3 separate regions of the Mus musculus genome follow, and regions 2 and 3 are each linked to region 1. Evidence: chromatin contacts called from public Hi-C and HiChIP or PLAC-seq data. All regions are on one chromosome and are shown on one strand. Each heading gives the region's core, a stretch centred on a gene start, on an enhancer-like site or on the middle of the called end of the contact. The rest is flanking DNA. Distances are from core to core; before and after follow the strand shown. Region 1 holds the start of Mb21d2 (Mab-21 domain containing 2). Region 2 has its middle 34 kb from the start of Mb21d2. Region 3 overlaps Mb21d2 (Mab-21 domain containing 2).

Evidence for each region. A called contact is a pair of places that touch in the nucleus more often than the background predicts. HiChIP or PLAC-seq counts read pairs in DNA pulled down with a chosen protein or histone mark.
Region 2: a KLF4 HiChIP or PLAC-seq map of embryonic fibroblasts shows a contact between it and region 1, with 15 read pairs. The contact joins the enhancer-like site here to the promoter of Mb21d2 in region 1. A contact is called at or near these places in 2 of 39 promoter capture datasets (the C10 cell line and liver), 2 of 484 Hi-C or Micro-C datasets (liver and nephron progenitors), 5 of 115 datasets of contacts at active chromatin or transcription factors (bone marrow-derived macrophages, embryonic fibroblasts and embryonic stem cells) and 2 of 9 other capture datasets (adipose tissue and liver).
Region 3: a contact with region 1 is called in a Hi-C map of liver, with 2.6 times the contacts expected there. The contact joins the enhancer-like site here to the promoter of Mb21d2 in region 1. A contact is called at or near these places in 2 of 39 promoter capture datasets (both in liver), 1 of 15 datasets of contacts at CTCF or cohesin (the NIH/3T3 cell line), 24 of 484 Hi-C or Micro-C datasets (the 3T3-L1 cell line, the HL-1 cell line, the N1E-115 cell line and 11 more), 13 of 115 datasets of contacts at active chromatin or transcription factors (SST interneurons, embryonic fibroblasts, embryonic stem cells and 7 more) and 3 of 9 other capture datasets (adipose tissue, macrophages and pancreatic islet).

The regions. Positions count from the first base shown.
Region 1 is chr16:28,928,142-28,931,366 of GRCm38.p6, forward strand. It overlaps Mb21d2 (Mab-21 domain containing 2), which reads right to left and starts at 1,557. Exons shown (of 2, transcript NM_177718.3): 1 at 1,312-1,557. The coding sequence starts at 1,522.
Region 2 is chr16:28,962,291-28,965,591 of GRCm38.p6, forward strand. No RefSeq gene overlaps it. Among named protein-coding and RNA genes, the nearest start is that of Mb21d2, 34 kb to the left of the region's middle. Within about 2 kb of position 1,976, at least 32 of the 459 cell types and tissues checked have an H3K27ac peak or open chromatin away from gene starts, as enhancers often do. A contact at or near this core is called in embryonic fibroblasts, where this site is marked.
Region 3 is chr16:28,884,429-28,887,560 of GRCm38.p6, forward strand. All of the region lies in intron 1 of Mb21d2 (Mab-21 domain containing 2), which reads right to left. Among named protein-coding and RNA genes, the nearest start is that of Mb21d2, 44 kb to the right of the region's middle. Within about 2 kb of position 1,268, at least 30 of the 459 cell types and tissues checked have an H3K27ac peak or open chromatin away from gene starts, as enhancers often do. A contact at or near this core is called in SST interneurons and liver, where this site is marked.

The sequences.
Region 1 (3,225 bases), core at 307-2,806:
GTGAATTAAAATAATAATTCAATTAAACAGTCAAACATCCAAATATGGATCTTTCAACCACATTCCCCACCTAGAATACCTAGAATATACGTGTGGAGTGAGCAGGAGAAAGAAAACATACTCCCGCGTTTAACACGGCCCATCCAACTTGCTTAATTCTTCAGAGGACCAGTGGACCACATTCAATCGGTATCACTTCGACTTGAGCTAAGAGAGGCAAGAAAAGGTATCTGGAGGGAATAAGGTAGGAAGAAACAACAGTGCAATCTCGTTAGATCCCAAGAGAATGCAAAGACTCTGTCCTGTAGTTAAAAGGCCTTTGTCAATCACAATTACCACTATCTGAAAAATTGACTGTGGAAACCTTTGGAGAGCAAGGCTCCTCCAGTCCAGCCCTGCTGAATGTAAACCACGGGGCCACCACTGCTGCATGACAGCGCTACACACTCGAGGCTCCCAGCAGCGGATGCTCATTCTACAACTCAGAAGCAATAATCCCACCGCAGGACGCCAGGGATAGGGTTGGATCCCCGGAACCCATTATTTTTCTTCATCTTTCCAGACCCGTCGGTGAAGAGCTGGGGGATACGGTGGGAGAAATTTTTCTAACCCAGGGCTGCCCAGAGTGGGAAACTTGAGCACCTCTTAGCCATCAGTAGGACAATACACAAAGACGAGGGGGACAGCGCTCCTCCGCGGCCAGAGCTCTGAGCTTGGTCGTGTTCAAGCAAGGAATTAGGAATTCCAGCTCAGCAACAACCCGGAGAAGCACCGGAAATGCTTCCGACCCCTTCAAAGGGAAGTCGATTTGCAAATCAAAGTTGGAGGCAACTCCGGGCGCCCGGACTACTTCCGCGGGTTACTCTGGAACACCCAACAAGTTTGGCCACCCGGGGCTCGGCGTGACAGCGCCGCGCCGCAACCACGACAGAAGCAACTTGTCGCTCCAGCACGGGTCGGCCTCCACCACGGCCGCCCGGGGTTGCAGGAGAGCCGGTGTCAGCCGGCCGGAGCCGCTTGGGGACTCCCCAAGCCGGGAGGCGTCTCCCGCCGCCGCCTCACCTGCCCGCCAGCCCCGCGGCCGAGGAACCAACAAAAGAGCGGGCGATCGGGAAGGAGAGGGGCACCCCGCGCCGAGCGCAGCAGGCAGGAGCGGAGGGGGCAGCTGAGCTGGCGGTGGAGAGGAAAGGGGACCTCACGGAACCAGGGGTGACACCCCGGGCAAACGCCAGAGCGGGGACCATAGCTTCCACCCGCTCCATCACACCCGCGCACACACGCATACTCACACATCCTCCCCGTTCTCCTTACCCAGCATGGAAAAGATGAAATCCTTGGCAGTGTGGATCTCCAGCGCTCTCTGGTCGTCGTATTCCCGCTGGTCGTGCCTGGTGAATTCCTGGATGAGTTTGTTCAGTTCCTCCACCCGAGCTCCAGACCTGAAATCCAGCTCCGGGAAGGCAGGCTTGTTGTTGCAGCCCAGGGAGGCTGCCTTGCTGGCGGTGGGAGCCGCCATCTTCATGCAAAACGCGCCGAGCGGCGGCTCCGCGGCGGCCGCGGCACCCACCCCCGCCCCCCACCCCGCCCCGGCCTCCCGGCGCGGCTGGGCAGCCCGGCCCGTGGGCGGGCTGGCTTCTGGACGGGCCCCGCGCCGCGCTGCGCTCGGGGCGGCCGCGCTCCTTCGCGGGAGGAGCCCGACTGCGGCGAGGTGCGCGTGTGGCCCCGGCCCCCGGTCCTCCCGCCCCCGCCCGCTGCGCCGCTGCGGGCCCCTGCCCTCCTCGAGTCCTGCCGGGATCGGTGGCGGCGTCCGGGAGTGGACTCGAGCCTCCCCGGGGGCAAGGAAAGTGAAGTGGAAACAATGTGAAATTCACCAGCGCTGAAATCAACAAGCTGCCGGCTCCGGTGTTACGGAGCCAGCAGCAGCAGCATTCCCATTTAAAGGGACAGCGCACCCGGTGGGAAGAAAATAAATAAATAAATGGCAGAGGTTCGCGCGCCCGGATCACTTGCCAGTCCGTACTCGGGCTGACGCGCGTGGTGTGGACGCTTTCTTTCTCCACCTCCACCCCCGCCCCTCTTTAGGGGCAGGGCTTGCCAAGCGCATCCAAGGAGAAAGGAGTCTTCCTACTCTGATCTTAGGGCGGTGTCCCGGGCGAAAACGTGTCTGTGGGCGCCTTTCCAATGTCCATCCCGAGAACTTTAGTACCTTTGCTTGGTGGAAAAATATAAAATGTACCTTCTGTCCTTTGTCGCCTAGAATGATAAAATCAGCGAATCAAGAAGGGGTGCCAGTCATGCCGCGTATAGATACTTCCAATTAACCACTCAAGTATCCTCCTTACCTTTGCCCTTGGTAATTAGTTTGCCTGGGTAACAGCTCATTCAACTTAACATATAGTGCCTTAATGAGAGCCAACCTGCTCTCAGACAGATAGGAATCCAAATGCGGAATGTGGGGGAAGGAAAACAATGAATTGCCCCAGGGTACAAGGAAGATGGGAGTGGGAGAGGGAGTCTCCCTTTTGGCAAATAGAATTTGAGCACTCGCTATTAGCCAGACCGGAATGACTGGGATGAGTCCTGGGACTTAGCCCTCACCCTCACCCATGTCCCCACTGGAACTAGGGTTTTCAAGACAAGACTGCTGTAGTCCAAGTCTAGTTTATCAAGACCAAATGGCAGATGTGGTTTTAATGTTCATGTGATTCACACACTTAAGGAGGCCTATGGACCCCTAGGAACAATGGTGAACTGTCCTCTATCCCAGCCTGTGGTCCTATCGGCCCCTTTAATTTTCTTACCTGAGTTCTCATCACTGAAAACTCACATTACCTTGTAAGACCTGGACATCCAGGCCCTGCCATACTTACCCATGTGAATAGGATAACCATTACATCTTCATAGGCTGCTTTAAGAATTAGGTGAGATAAGACTGGACGGACACCATTTATTATAAAGAATGACACGTTAAGTAGCATGTTAAGTAGCCATTAGCTGTATCAGCTTCCACTGTTGATACAAACTTTAGGGTCCTGGGGTGAGTGTGTGTGTGTGTGTGTGTGTGTGTGTCCCTGCATTTACATACACTGCATTGTTGCCTGGTGCCTGCAGAGGTCACAACAGGGCATCAGTTCTCCTGAAACTAACGTTCCAGACAAATGTGAGCTGCCCTATGGATGCTGCGAGCTGAACACAGGGCCTCTACTACAAGAACAGGTGCTCTTA
Region 2 (3,301 bases), core at 726-3,225, 35 kb after region 1:
TTCTAAACCAGCACGGTAACAAATAGAGACTAAAGACAAGCAAATGAAACACATCACCTAATTACCGAGGCCTTCAATCTAGCTCTTACTGCTTGCTTTCCAGTTACAGTGTGGTGGACCGTGTGCTGTGTTCTTTAGGTTTCCATTTTCCCAGCACTTAAAATGGGTATAATAGGGTATACACTGCCCACAGGTCTGGTGAACTAAATCAAATGATGCAAACAGAGTTGTGTGACATCTTAGTGTCACTATGGGGACACTAAGTTGGGCACAGTGGCACTTGCCTGTCCTCTCTGCACTGCAGAGGCTGTGGCAGATTATCACCTAAGCTGAATGGTTCAGGACCAGCCTGGGTGACACAACAAGCGATGTCAGCAATGACAGCAGTGGGGGGTAACACATAAGGAATGGAAATCTATGAACAGTCAAGTTTTGAATTCTTTATTTCTGTGGACATGCTAATTGCTCTTGTCAGGCTTGAACTTCCTAGTTTGAACTCTTGTATAAAAGTCACTTTATAATGCTTCAGTGAGGATCACCAGTCAGATTTGTATGATGCCTGGTGCTCAGTGGGTGCTCCATAAACAATAGCTGGCTATAATTATGACTTGGAGTGTTTCAATAGGTAAAATGGACTTTCTTGACACTGCTCTGAAAAATTATGTTTACAAACGCATAATCCCAAAAGATTAATTATGCTACCAAGGAAGGGCTGATGTTATGCAAATGTTTTCCTTTGCAACTGCACTGGCCATTCACATATTTTCCTATTCATAGACAAAATAGTAATTGGCTGATATGAGCACTGCTGAATCCCAATGGGCTCTTAAGTGGGGAAAAGGGCTCCTCTAGCACAGTGTAGAATGGATGTGTCTATGGTAAAGGGCTCCACTAGCACAGGGCAGAATGGGTGTGTCTATGGTAAAGGCTCCTCTTGCACAGTGTAGAATGGATGTGTCTAGTAATGGGCTCCTCTAGCAAAGTGCAGAATGGATTTCATTATGGTACTGTGTGCTTTTTTTCATTTTGTTTAATTTGCAAATGGAGCCCACACTTCTCTAAGGAGTCTCTCTCTCTCTCTCTCTCTCTCTCTCTCTCTCTCTCTCTCTCTCTCCCCTCCCTCCCTCCCTCTCCCTCTCCCGCCCCCCCTCCCTTTCTCTCTCCCTCTCTCATGTTTTCTCTCTTTCATCTCAAGAGTTCCTTTCTCAATAAATTAAAGTCTGATCCAAAGGAACTTAGGCCAAAAGGCCACTATGAGTCAGCTGTATAGACACAAGATGAGTTCTTACTCGATTTCTCTGTCTACTATACTACCTCCCTTACCACCATCAGCAGCAGCTTTGGTTGTCCAAGTAAGGGCTCTTCGATTTCTAGAGAATTTACTTAAGCTGTTGTTAGATTTCTCTCTATATTCATTGTCATTGACCCATATAAAAAGGGAAAGCTTTAACGTGGTAAAACACCGCAGATTAAGGAAGACACCACTTTCTCACTCAGATACATTAAAAATGCACCTCCATAAAAAGACATTTTTGTAAGTTTTTTTTCTATATGAATAAAAATGCTCTGAAATGGCTAATATGCTTTGTTGTTGAATATAGTATTATAGGGCTTTTTTTTTCATGGAAAAGAAAGAGTGAGTAATCGGAGCACAAAATTGGAAAGACTTTTAGAAATTTAACCTAAGATCAAGAGGATAGAGAAGAAGCTGCCTTGAAGGTATGACTCAGCATTCTATCCATGTAGCTTTAGATAGTGTTGCATGTCTATTTTCTCCTAATCAAGCACTCTATTCTAGAGGGAGGAGGGAGCTTCATAAATCAAAAAGCTAAAGAAATTTCCAAGGCTCATGAAACACAGGATATTCACAAAGCTGCATGTGGAGTTGCAAAAGCCATACATAAGTTGCGGGTGAGAGTGGGCTGCTCTGAAGTACAGCTCCTTGCAGGATGGACAGGAACTCTAGGGAGGCCTTTTTCATGAGTCATCACGCCCACACGAGTGAACAAAAACATACACAGGAGGTGATTGTTTGCATATGCAGAGACATTTTCATATTTAGAGACATATAAAATATAGTCCAGTCATGGTAACGGAGAGAGGACTGGGAATGACAGAACAGGGAAAACATTATGATAATCAAATATGACTTTCTGGCAGTATAATTGACTTTGAGTCACTGACACCCCTGTAAACGACCTCCCTCACGCTCTTTAAGTCACCCTAATAAACTCACTGCTTCAACACATAGATCTGTGTGGAATTGTTTCTTTGTTCAGTTGTCACTAAGCTCTCTGGGGAGAAAAGATGTTTATTCTTATTTTCTCAGAAGAAAAAAAAATCACACAGCAGTTAGTCACTCTACCATGGACTTGCATTTCAACATATAAATGTGCCATATTTTACCTACTCATTTTTCTGTGATGGATACCACCACAGTGTATATGTATCTCATATATACACTTTGTGTACTCACTGGGGAAATGTTTTTCTAGGTAGTCCCATTGATAGAGTAGCTGTGTCATAGAGTAACCCCTTCCTAATGCCATTAAATATTGCCAGATGCCTACCCACATAGGCTGTGGGTCAGATGTAGTAAAACTGGCAAGTCCTGACTCTGTCGCCTCACACCCTCATCAACATTTGTGGTTGTCTTCTACTTTCGTTTTGCCATTTTAAGGCACATAGACTTGAGTCATGTTGGTATAATTTGCTTCTGATTACTGCCTCCTTTGTAGGCACCACTCTTGTTACCCACTTAAGACAGTCTATCAACACATCACTCCTGTCTCAGTTAGGGTTTCTATTGCTCTGACGAAAATATCATAACCAAAGAGCAAGTTGGGGCGGAGAGGGTTTATTTGGCTTATGCTTCCAGATTATGACCCACCATTGAAAAAAGTCAGGATAGGGACTCAAGCAAGGCAGAAACATAGAGGCAGGAACTGATGCAAAGGTCATGGAAAGATGCTGCTTACTGGCTTGCTCACCATAGCTTGCTCAGCCTGCTTTCTTATAGAACCCAGGACCACCATCCCAGGATAGCACCACCTACAATGGGCTGGGACCTCCCCCATTGATTACTAATGGAGAAAAATGCATAACAGTTGGATCTCATAGAGGCATTTCCTCAACTGAGGCTCCTTCCTCTCTGATGACTCTCCCAGGGTCAAGCTGACGTGAAAGCAGCCAGTACACCTCTTTATCCCATTTCAGTGCTTTCAGTTTAGTGTCTTGTATCTCTTCATTGGCTTGTGGGAGTTTCGATATACCTGTTCCAATTAGAGTTTTAATCTGAAGA
Region 3 (3,132 bases), core at 18-2,517, 44 kb before region 1:
CCTTAAATGATGGGTGGTATTCAGGGGGAAAAACAGATAAAGATGAGAGGTGGGACCAGATGAGGCATCAAGGGTGGAGGGGACAATGTGAAAAAAAATTAGGGGCTAGAAAACACTACTAAGGGGGCTGCATGGCTGAAAGACGGTTTCAATGAGACTCGAGCCAAGAATGCAGAATAGAGAGCCTGAAACTTGTGGCAACCTCTGTGGCCCTTAGACTGCTCCTTAGACTGCATAACTGGGGGTGGGGGTGGGGGTGGGGAGGGAGAGGGGATCAGGAAGAATCCATCTGGGGATGACCTAAGTTACATAGGCCCTGATGGAGGACAATATTCTGCTAAAGGTTAGGATGACTCCTGGAAGCCCATGGATCGATAGGGCGGTTCCTCTCCCAGCATAGCGGTTCTCTGAGCCAAAGCCATGCCTCTCCTTTCACTCCCGACTCTGCCTTGACATGCCCAGAAAGGGCAGCGGGCCTTCTCCAGCACAGCAGACCAGGATCTGCCACCTCAGGTCCAGACATGCCACAAACCCCTGGACAGAAACTCACCCTAATGTAGAAGACTGTTTTTCTCCTCTCTCCTCCTTTCTTTCTATTAATTTATCTATTCACTTTACATCCTGATCACAGACCCCCTCCTCCCTCCCCTCCTAACCCCTCATCCCCTGCTTCCCACTCCTCCTTCTAGATACCCACCCTCCCACCCTGGCACATCACATTGCATCAGGACTAAGTGCATCCTCTTCCACTGAGACCAGACAAGAAAGTCCAGACAGGTGAAAGGGATCCAGAAGCAGGCAACAGAGTCCAAGTCAGAGACAGCCCTTGTTCCAGTTGTCAGGGAACCCACAGAAAGACTAAGCTATATGCAAGTGCTCTATATGGGTAGGGAGCCCAGGTCCAGTCCATGCATGCTCTTTGGTTGGTGGTTCAGTCTCTCCAGTCCCCCATGGGCCCAGGTTAGTTGGCTCTGTAGGTCTTCTTTCTCATAAGTCATTTTATTTACTACCTTCCTTAATATTGTGAAGACGGATCTAGGAAACAAACACATTTCAAAGGGACAAAAGTCCTCACAAATAAAGGCCATAGGTTACTGACGGTGGCAACTGAGAAGCAAGGCACAGGATGCCTCTGCACTTCACAGAAACTGAGATAAAATATAATCCAGCCGGCATAGTAAATGCAAGTAGCATGGTCTCGGCAGGCAGACAGCTGCTGACTGTGCACAGCTAGGCTAGGCCCTGCACGGTGCCAGCCTGCCCAGGAGCCAGCTCAGAAAGCACCACCCAGGAGGAGTGCGGAGACAGGACCAAGGTTGGGGGAGAAAGCAAGGGACAGGGCAACCTTTTCCACTCATGTCCCTCTGTAGGAGGGCAGCAGAGTCTCCCAGGTGCCTCAGACACATCTGAAATAAATCCACGGGCATGACGGAGGGACTCGATCAATATTCTAGGGAGAAAGATTGCACACGCCAATTCTGCTTATTTCTCGTCCTTTATTCTGTTAACAAAAGCAGGCCGCTGGATAAATGGCTGAAGCTAATGATTTCTAAAGTGCTAAGTGGTTTGGAGAAGAGAGCACTGGGGCAGACAAGCAGAGGCGGAACACAGTGGGCACACAAGACAACTTACTGAGCCAAGGCAATTGACTTCCCTCGGCCACAGCTTCCCCTCTGAAAAATGGACCTCAACGAACACTGCACGGACCCAAGCTACAGGTACCCAAAGGCTACTGAGGAGCCACTTCCGATGTAAAACACAAAGGGTCTTTATTCCGAGCTCGCAAGCTGGGTCTCTCAGACTCTCCCTGTCCCGGAGGGTCAGAGTAAGAGTCCTGAATCTAGGGATTCAGGGCTTCTTGTTTGTTTTGTTTTGTTTTGTTTTGTTTTGTTTGTGGTTACATCAGACTTGGAGGTGTTTCAGTGGTTGACCTGCAGCTGCACCCAAACCCTAGCCCTCTCCAGTGCCCCGCCCCCATCAGTAGCTGCCAGAGTCTCTGGAAACAGTCTTCCCAGAAACAATCCCGGTAAGATACAGGTCAGTAAGTTAATATTTTAAAAACTGCATTTCTGGCGTAATCTGCAGGAACCGAACACTGGGACAAAACCTCCTGACAAACAGGATGGCTAAGTTATCTATTCTCTGCAGGATGTCTTAAATTATCCCTATGTTCCCTGACCCCCGCTACTGTAGCCTGACAGGCTGTTGCTATGGAGGATGGGTTGACATCAGAGACTTGTTCAGGACGACTCTGTAATTTCCCTCCTGGAACTGGAGTTTAGCCCCTAGTCTCATACAAAATGGAGTTTCTTCAAAAATGAGGTTGGTTGGGCTTTACAAAAACAATGTTCTACATTCATGTGCCTGTTAGCCTCATTTTGCAAAATAATTCGTCCCAAGTCATAAAGAGCCCAGAAGGTCCTCAGCTCGGAGGAAACCATACTCCAGATACTGGAACTAGAAGAACAGAGAGGAGGCCAGAAGTGGCATCTTCAGAAACATGAAGCTCCCTTGCCCCCCAACTGAAAGGAATAAGATTGTTATTTCATGTTCATGCTAATGGGAATGACATGACAGGAGCACAGGGGAACTTACTGCTAAGACTCAATAGAGCAAGTGAAGTCCTGGGTGAACGTGTGGACATCAGCCGGCCATGTCTAAGACCAAGGCCTCAAACCCATGGGAAATTGGCAATGCCTTCCCTGTGTGGGTCTGGCTAGGAGTTGGCAAAAACCTTCCCTCTGGTCCAAGTGCAAATAGTGACAGTGTGCAAAGTATAGGAGTTTACAAATGATTGATCAGTGTGAGGAAAACTAGCAACTGTGATTTCCTCTTCCCAGATGTTTATAGCCTGAGGATGTTGCCTACAGAGACATCCTGCTGAGACGGGCTAACTCCTCCCTGAACTGCACATAATAAATACACTGTAGTTAGGGTTCATGCAGTTGATACCACATCCTCAGAGCGATCATGACCTATGGGACCCCAGCTTTTCTATGCATTGTGTGTCCTTTCTTCAGGCCCTGGATACCCCAGGAAAATTCCCAGACAAGTCCTATACAATACAAATTTTTTTCTTAATTTTCAAAAATTTTTCCCAAAGATGCTGTTTAGTTATAAAATCGCAAGAAA